Linked DNA regions of Sus scrofa: regions 1 and 2 are each linked to region 3. The links are chromatin contacts, called in public HiChIP or PLAC-seq maps. All regions are on one chromosome and are shown on one strand. Each heading gives the region's core, a stretch centred on a gene start, on an enhancer-like site or on the middle of the called end of the contact. The rest is flanking DNA. Distances are from core to core; before and after follow the strand shown.

What was found. HiChIP or PLAC-seq counts read pairs in DNA pulled down with a chosen protein or histone mark.
Region 1: an H3K27ac HiChIP or PLAC-seq map of skeletal muscle shows a contact between it and region 3. The contact joins the enhancer-like site here to the promoter of EEF1G in region 3. A contact is called at or near these places in 1 of 5 promoter capture datasets (fetal skeletal muscle), 7 of 47 Hi-C or Micro-C datasets (adipose tissue, alveolar macrophages, embryonic fibroblasts and 4 more) and 2 of 2 datasets of contacts at active chromatin or transcription factors (alveolar macrophages and skeletal muscle).
Region 2: an H3K27ac HiChIP or PLAC-seq map of skeletal muscle shows a contact between it and region 3. The contact joins the promoter of LRRN4CL here to the promoter of EEF1G in region 3. A contact is called at or near these places in 1 of 5 promoter capture datasets (fetal skeletal muscle), 7 of 47 Hi-C or Micro-C datasets (blood, mesenteric adipose tissue, omental adipose tissue and 3 more) and 2 of 2 datasets of contacts at active chromatin or transcription factors (alveolar macrophages and skeletal muscle).

What each region holds. Positions count from the first base shown.
Region 1 is chr2:9,274,073-9,276,905 of Sscrofa11.1, forward strand. No RefSeq gene overlaps it. Among named protein-coding and RNA genes, the nearest start is that of SCGB1A1, 27 kb to the right of the region's middle. Within about 2 kb of position 1,444, at least 32 of the 83 cell types and tissues checked have an H3K27ac peak or open chromatin away from gene starts, as enhancers often do. A contact at or near this core is called in adipose tissue, embryonic fibroblasts, fetal skeletal muscle and 2 more, where this site is marked.
Region 2 is chr2:9,063,872-9,066,695 of Sscrofa11.1, forward strand. It overlaps LRRN4CL (LRRN4 C-terminal-like protein), which reads left to right and starts at 1,469. Exons shown (of 3, transcript XM_003353820.4): 1 at 1,469-1,800; 2 at 2,364-2,744; 3 at 2,747-2,824. The coding sequence starts at 2,369. BSCL2 (BSCL2, seipin lipid droplet biogenesis associated) reads left to right here. Exons shown (of 14, transcript NM_001348785.1): 10 at 1-4; 11 at 153-219; 12 at 396-482; 13 at 575-664; 14 at 782-1,019. The coding sequence ends at 924. LOC110259246 (a long non-coding RNA gene) reads right to left here and starts at 219. Exons shown (of 2, transcript XR_002341465.1): 1 at 1-219.
Region 3 is chr2:9,161,726-9,164,526 of Sscrofa11.1, forward strand. It overlaps EEF1G (elongation factor 1-gamma), which reads left to right and starts at 1,495. Exons shown (of 11, transcript XM_005660798.3): 1 at 1,495-1,624; 2 at 2,712-2,801. The coding sequence starts at 1,613. TUT1 (speckle targeted PIP5K1A-regulated poly(A) polymerase) reads left to right here. Exons shown (of 10, transcript XM_005660796.3): 10 at 1-193. The coding sequence ends at 150.

The sequences.
Region 1 (2,833 bases), core at 194-2,693, 110 kb after region 3:
CTGAAATAAAAGAATGTCTTTCCTGCCCTTGAACCAAGTTGGGATTCTGCCAACTAGGGAGACGGGAAATGGCTCTGAGTAAGTAAGCAATGAGCAGCGCTTGCCCCCAGCACATTTCACAAGGAAGAGCTTTTTTTTTTTTTGTCTTTTTAGGGCCGCGCCTGCAACTTATCGAAGTTCCCAGTTTAGGGGTCAAATTGGAGCTGTAGCTGCCATCCTATACCAGAGCAACAGCAGCGCTAGATCCAAGCCGCCTCTTCGCCCTATACCACAGCTCACGGCAACACCAGATCCTTAACCTACTGAGTGAGACCAAGGATCGAACCCGAGTCCTCATGGATACTTGTTGTGTTCGTTACTGCTGAGCCATGATGGGAACTCCAAGGAAGAGCTTCTTCCATTGGCTTCATTGCTGCAGGGGGGTCAAATGGGATGGGTGTTGAGAAGCGGAGGCTAGAGTTGATGCTTATAGACCATTTGTGGTCCTTGAGAGGCAGTTCCCACAGAGTGGCCAGGCTGGACTGCATGTGGCAGGGGGCTCAGGATGAAGTTTAGAAGATGAAAGTAGGAGTTCCCGTCGTGGCGCAGTGGTTAACGAATCCGACTAGGAACCATGAGGTTGCGGGTTCAATCCCTGCCCTTGCTCAGTGGGTTAATGATCCGGCGTTGCCGTGAGCTGTGGTGTAGGTTGCAGACGCGGCTCGGATCCCGCGTTGCTGTGGCTCTGGCGTAGGCCGGTGGCTACAGCTCCGATTCAACCCCTAGCCTGGGAACCTCCATATGCCGCGGGAGCGGCCCAAGAAATAGCAACAACAACAACAACAACAAAAAAAAAAAAAAAAAAAAAGAAGAAGATGAAAGTAGACATTAACCTGGGGGAAGTTTAGGAGAAGAAGGTAGCGAGCTAGGAAGTTTGGTCTTAAAGATAAGAGGAGAGGTAGGACCATTTCTGGGCACCGGAGTTCTGAATTTTCATCTGGGTGGACTCAAAGATGTTTACAGGTGGAGCAAAAGCCAGCAGAAGAGAGAGCAGATAAGGATTTTGAAGCAAGATGAGAAAGTTCCTGTGCGCTGAAAGAAGCATAGGGGTGGGTGATCAGTGCACGAGAGGTGGTGGCTGTTCCTGGAATAAACGGGAGGAAAGAAGGGCAGGATAGACGAGACTCCCTGCAGGGACAAAGATTCCTCACTTTCCTTTATGTGACGATGGGCTCATTCAAGAGACTGAATCCATGACCTTGATCTTTCATCAGCCTTTATTGTAACACCTGACGTCACAGACTCTCAAGAAGGGCATCACTCTCGTGTGATCAGACCCTGGAAAGTCCAAGCACAAATGCCTCTCCTTGGGTTTGCTTGTTCAGATGGACGCAGCTGCCCAGGACATGGCCAGGGGCGTGGCGATGATGCGATGCAAGCCAGAGAGGGGAGGTTGCGCCACATACAGCGCGGAGCTGCCAGATCCTGCAGCTGGTGGTCAGCCGGGTGGAGTGGGAGAGCCCTGAGCTGGGCAGAGAGGACTTGGGATCCAGGTCAAGGTCCAGCACTTATAAGCTGGGTTTGGCGGACACCTTCCAAGCCTGTGACCTCATCTTCAGGGGGTCCGCTGCCCACAGTTATAAAATGGTCTGGCTGCGTACAGGGATTAAGGAAATGTCTTCTTACCCCCTTACCACCCCTCTCCTGGGAGTTTTGACCCTTCTCAGTAGCCCCTGGAAGAGGATGGCATTTTTCTTCCCCATTTGCTCTGGTCCGTCACATCTGGCATCTTTCCCCTTTGTTTTGGGGAAGGATGGCACAACGCCCAGCCTAGAGGATTGGGAGCCAAATCTTTCTCCTCTATTTATTCAAATCGTAGCTATGGCTGCAGCAAAAAAGCAAACAGAAGTTTGACTAGATACATCAGCTCAATATTCCACAACACTGGAGGCTCATGTCTGCTTATGTAGGAGGCATAAAACACAACATTATGTTACAATGAATAATAGCCCCAACAGGAAAAAAAAAAAATGCATTTGTAAGGAAAAGTTCTTGGCAGGAATGTTGAGATGCTGAGTTGGTAAGACTGACACTAGCTCTGTGTGTCTCCTCTTCCAAGACTCCTTACCATCCAGCCACATCATGTGTTGCCTCTTGGGTTCTGAAGGGGACACGTCTGAGTCTACTCTGTGGTCACCCTCGGTATCTGGCATGTGGGGTAGGACTTTGAGCTCCACGCCCATCTCAGAATCACTGGGGTGGAGGATGTTGGTAAGAAGTGGGGATCATTTGCCCCAACTGGATGAGTTCCTGTTATGGCTCAGCGGGTTAAGAACTCAAATAGTATCCATGAGGACGTGGGTTCCATCTTTGGCCTTGTTCAGTGGGTTAAGGATCTAGGATGTTGCCACAAGCTTCAGTGTAAGTTGTAGAGATGGCTCAGATTCGGCGTTGCTCTGGCTGTGGTGCAGGCCAGTAGCTGCAGTCCCGATTCAACACCTAGCCTGAGAACTTCCATATGCCGCAGGTGCAGTCCTAAAAAGAAAAGAAAAAAAAAAATAATAATGGAGTTCCTGTCATGGCTCAGTGGTTAATGAATCTGACCAACATCCATGGGGATGAAAGTTCGATCCCTGGCCTTGCTCAGTGGGTTAAGGATCCGGCATTGCCGTGAGCTGTGGCATAGGTCACAGATGTGGCTTGGATCTGGCGTTGCTGTGGCTGTGACATAGGCCAGCAGCTGTAGCTCCGATTCGAGCCCTAGCCTGGGAACCTCCATATGCTGTGGGTGCAGCCCTAAAAAAAAGAAAAAAAGAAAAAGAAAAAAAATGATAAAGCTACCCCACCAACTGGC
Region 2 (2,824 bases), core at 219-2,718, 98 kb before region 3:
GCAGGTCGCAAAGGACCCCCCCTTCCTCACCCCTTCGTGACCCTTCTTTGACTGGGGAGTGGGCAGGGGTGGGCTTGGGGGCTGGGGTGGAAGGGCCCCGATCCCTGGGGAGGGAAGGCAGGCCTCTCGGCTCAGGAGTCTCCCCTCCGCAGGTAAACGTCCGAAACAGAGACGGCTCCCGAAAGAAAGTCCAGCGAAGGATTGCTGCCCGCCAGCCAGGTACCGGGTCAAGGCGATGGTGGGGGGCTCCTGTGCCCTGTGGTGGTGTGTGAGGCTCTGGCACTCAGGTGCTGAGCTGATGCGAAGGTCAAGGGAAAGGCCGAGCGGGGTGAAGCTGGCACTGCCGTCCAGGCGCAGCCGCCCTAGCTCTGCCCTGTCCTCTATCCCCACTGGAGGCACAGGGCCCCAAAGCCAGGAGGCGGCCCCTCAGCTGTCACAGGTTACAGAGCACAGGGAGAGCCCTGCAGCCCCCTCGGGGACAGGTAAGGCGCAGCAGCCCCACCTCTTCCTGACTCCTCCTCAGAACTCCCCTTGGCTTCGTCCAGTCTGACCTCTCTCCCTCTTCCCCCGCCAGCTGCAGAGGGCCAGCTGTCCCCAGAGGAGAAGCCAGATCAGCAGCAGCCCCTGAGTGGCGAGGAGGAGCCAGAGCCCGAGGCCAGTGACGGTGAGGGCAGTCTGCAGCGGGACCTGGGGGAGGGCGGAGGCCACGCCGGGTGGGGGCAGGAGCCCCTGGTTCTTGAACTTCCCGTTTGGGATTTTGTTCTTCGCTGCCCTGGCCCAGGTTCAGGCTCCTGGGAAGATGCAACCCTGTTGACAGAGACCAGCCTGCCAGTTCCTGCCCCTGCCCTTGCCCCGGAGACCGTGGGCAGCTCCGAATCCTCCGCGGGCACCGTCCGCCAGCGCCCTATGTGCTCCAGTTCCTGAAGAGAACGGGGCAGCGTCCCCACCTTCCAGCCCTCCCCCCCCACCCCTTTTCCGTGCCGTGGCTCCCCGAATAAACTATTTTCGTGCCAGCTGCCTCCCTGACTCTGCGGTGGATTCAGGGCCATTGGAAAACCTGGCGCTCTCCAGGCGGGAGGGCTTCTCAGGGGCTGCGATGGGGAGGCCTCCAGACCCCGGACTGTTTCAGGCCCAGCTGTTTCCATTCATCAACCTAGGAAGCCCAGGGAGTGAAAACCTGCCCCCTCGCCTGCCTCGTGACTCTCCTCTCCCTCTGGGGAGGGGGATAACCAGGGCGGGGCTGGAGAGCTGGGATACATCACTCTGGCCTCCGCACCCCTCCCTCTCTCTGTCCACCGGGAGGCAGAAGGCAGGAAATGACTGCCATGGATGTGGTACGGCGATTTTTACCGAAACAGCATTTTGGAGCCCAGACCCCGTGCCGCCCACAGCTCCCTTCCTCTCTGATGCCAGCCAGGTGGCCCTGTCTCTCACGTTCCCCTCATCCCCTCGCATGACCTCAGCCTTTGGACGCTCAGCTCCTGGCCGCTTTCCACATTCCACTGCTTTTTCAGAACCCAGGCATCCTGGCCTCCAGCTGAAACCACTGCATGTGGCTTCCCTCACCCCCAGCCTGGCCCCGTGACTCAGGCCCTCTGAAGGGACCAACCCTCTTCTTGGCACTCACCGGGGAGGGGGCAGGGGAAGGGGGAGCCAGGTGGTGACATCACAGTTGGGGTATAAAAGCTTTGAGGCAAAACGAAATTGAAGAAGACTGACAAATCCCGACTGCGCAGCCTGTGCTCCTGGGGACCTTTGGGGGCCCTCGGTCTGCCACTCACCACATCAAGGCCTATCCCGGTAAGGGGCTGCTTGTGGGCCACGGAGGAGCTGGAGTCCGGGAGGTGGGGGAAGCCAGAGGTGGGGGAAGCCGAGCGAAGAGCGGGTGGGGAGGGAGGGAGGGAGGGAGGGTGCCAGGGCCCTGTGTCCCATCTCTTCTCTCTCGCTTCCCTCTCCTTCCTGGATTTCTGCGTGTGTCACTGACTGACACTTGTTTTACCTCGGTTTCTCTGGGTGGCCGTTGGGCGCTGTTGCACCTTTGCTCCCTAGCCTGTGTGAATCAGCCCCTCCCCTTCTGCTCACCAGCGCTGTTTATCCATTAACTGTTTGTAGCGCTTCTTGCCTTGCTGGCCGCACACCTTTCTCTGTCGGGGGAGACCACATTTTATTCTTTTCTCGCCCCAAACTGAGCACATATGCTGTTCAGAAGTTGGTGACACATGCGCGGGTGTCTCATTCCCACCTCTTTCCTGTTCTCCTCTTGGTCCCCAGTTGCGTTTCCCTGTGCCTAGGGTTTTGTTGAGGGAAGACTGCAAGACCCGGGGGCTGAACAGCCTTCACCCCGCCACCTCCTTCCCTTCCAGACTCCATGCCGCCTGGCTCTCCCTGCCTTCTGTGGCTCCTGGCTGTCACCTATTCCGTGGTTCCCGGAGTGCAGCCTTTGGCCGCGGGAGACTTGGAAGAAGAGCAAGATGAGACACCTTTGCCAGCTGTCCTCTGTGACTACGACCGCTGCCGCCACTTGCAGGTGCCCTGCCAGGAGCTGCAGAGGGCCAGCCCGACGGCCTGCCTGTGCCCCGGCCTCTCCAGCGCCTCGCAGCCGCCCAACCCGCCGCGCCTGGGGGAAGTGCGCGTGGAAGCCGAGGCGGGCCGCGCCGTGGTGCACTGGTGCGCCCCCTCCTCCCCGGTCCACCAGTACTGGCTGCTGCTTTGGGAAGGCGGCGGGGCTCCGCAGAAGGGGCCCCCCTCAACTCGACGGTCCGCCGAGCCGAGCTGAACGGCCTGAAGCCCGGGGGCGCGTACATCGTCTGCGTCGTGGCCGCCA
Region 3 (2,801 bases), core at 245-2,744:
GAGCCGCTCCTGACCTTCGTGGCCTCGGCCTCAGAGGCCCACCAGACTCTCACTGTGACCCCGCTCCAGGATCCTCACGGCCTGTTCCCTGATCTCCATCATTTCTTACAGGTTTTCCTCCCTCAAGCACTTAGACATCTCCTCAAGTGAAGAGGGGGCCTGAAGGGCAATAAAGCTGCTAGTTTAATAAATGCTACGGTCTTCTGTAATTTCCTCCCGCCAATACTCCTTCCACCCAAACTTTACCTCTCAGAGGTACCTTCTCCTGCCACCCTAGACTCGTAGGTCTCTCAACCTGTTTCCTTCATACCACTTATCACAACTTAGAGGGTGTGCCCAGGATGAGTATGTGTCTGGCACCTTGAGCCCACTCAGTAGAGTTCTTGAAAGATGGAGTATTGGGTGGGTGGCTTGAGCAGTGCCCGGAAGAAAGTGTTACCTTGCTGCCCAGATTTATGAATGGTGCCAGGGTTTGAAATAACTGGTTCAGAGTTCTCCATCCATTCTCTCACTTTTCAGAAGAATTCATCTACTTCTTTTTTTTTTTTTGTCTGCTTAGGGCCGCACTTGTGGCATATGGAGGTCCCAGGCTAGGGGTCTCATCGGAGCTACAGCTGCCGGCCTACACCACAGCCACAGCAACGCCAGATCAACCCACTGAGCAAGGACAGGATCAAACAGGCGTCCTCATGGATACGAGTCAGACTGGTGTCTGCTGAGCCACGATGGGAACTCCAGTTCTTTTTTTTTTTTTTGGCTGAGCCCTGGGCATGTGGAAGGTCCTGAGCCAGGGATAGAATCCAACACATGCCACAGGAGTCACAATGCTGGATCCTTAACCAATGCTAGGCCACCAGGGAATGCGCATCCTGTTCTTAAATTGGGTGAAGGATTTTCAGATCTGAGCATGGGTAGAGAGCCACATACCAAATGAATTGTCAGCCCCTCCGGGGTGACAGGAGGTAGAGGGGATGTGGCTGTGTTCTCCCTCAGTCCCTCCCCTGTCACAGTCCGAGGACTGGTGCCCTCCTTGCAGTAATAGCATCCCTGAGCTTCAAAGTAGTTTAATGGGAAAAAATATCCCCAAAACCCCTCACTTTTACAGAGGGTTTCAGACTTGGCTTCCGGTTAGATGTATAACTTCTTTAGAAAGAACGTGGCACCCCGAGACCTCCACGCAGTTGTTTCCGCTCCTGTGAATGTCACACAATCACGATGTTAGGGATCTGGCGCCATCAAATTACCTCGAGCTTCAAGGAACGCGACGCTGGGCTGGCAGCTGTGCCACGTTGCTACTAAGGGGCGGCTTTCCAGCTCGTTCTCACAGTCCCCGCCTCCCTCCGCGCCTTCTGCTGCCACCTCAGGACGCGAATTGGCCATGCCGCACTGCGCAGGCGCGAGCTTTTTCCGCGCTAGCCGGCAGGCCCCACCCCCTTCTTTTTCCATTCAGCGGCCGCGGGACACCGAACTGTCGTGCGTATGCCCTCTATGCCGTCCTCGCTTTACGGCTGCTGTTTCTCCACGGCTCTCCCCTTCCCCCCTCCCTTCTCTCCCTGACGGCTTACTTTGCGGCAGCGCAGAGAGCCCCACCCCCTTTCTCTGCGGAATCACCATGGCGGCCGGGGTAAGTTTGCCGGCTCTGGCGATCCAGGTCACCGTATCCGACGCCATCCGCTGCCTCAGTAGGGCCAGCAGTGTCATAGAGGTTTTGGAGCCGAGTGGGGAACTGATCCTGGGTCTAGAGACCGTACTATTAGAGAGAGGGGCTTCCAGGCCCCGGAGGGGAACTGAGGCTGGGGCTCTCGGAGGCCAAAGAGGTGGAAGGGTCTGGGGTAGAGGAGAAAAGGGATGCCGGATCCTGGCCGTCTGGGGACTGAGAAAGGGGTTCGGGTTCATTGCCGCCTCGAGACGTGGGATCGGGCAGGTTGACAGAACTTTTGCGACCGTTTTGTGGGGCAACACCAGGGACAGAGTGAAGAAGAGGGTCTTTGTGGGCAGGTGCGGCTGACCAAGGTTCTGGGTCGTCCGGCAGGGAGGTTTGGGAGCGGGAAGAGCCTCCGGACGGTGGAGTCAGACCACCTGGACCCTGCTGGCCAGATTAATAGAAGGAGACAAGGCACCACTAGGGAAACTCAACGGCGGGACAGGACCGGAGGGATGGCTCATCGTTTTATAGGGAGACCAAGTTGACTTAGGAAGAGAAGATGCCATTCGGTCTCTCCGGCGGCTCTTCCGAGGGGGGACTTGGAAATGTCTTGGTCGGTGTGTGTGTCTTGGAAACAAGAGTGATGCTTTTGAAAGGCGAGCGGCTCCGCAGTGGAGTAAGGCAGGCGCTGGGTAACCGTGAATGAATGAACCAGGGCTCTGGGAAGGGAGGGGTGTGTGTATGTCAGCAGATGGAGTCGGAGGAAGCTAGAAGCTGTGGATTTCTTGGAGATGTATTTGAGGGGAAGAGAATGCTTCTAGAGTCGTCCTTAGGGAAGGTCAACTCTGTCAACAAGCTTTATTTAGCAGTTGGTGTGTAGTTCTGTTTGGTATTTCGGAGGACTCTGATTACACACGACAGCAGATACTGAAGAATCTGGTGCACCAGAGGGGGTAAAAGAGTTGAGTTGGAGCAGACTGGGGTTGCTCAGGGGAGTCATTTTCTGATAGCATTTAGGACTGGGACCCTTCTGGTCATTAACGTTTTCCCCATCTTCTCCCTGCAGACCCTGTACACATATCCTGAAAACTGGAGGGCCTTCAAAGCCCTCATTGCCGCTCAGTACAGCGGGGCTCAGGTCCGCGTGCTCTCCGCA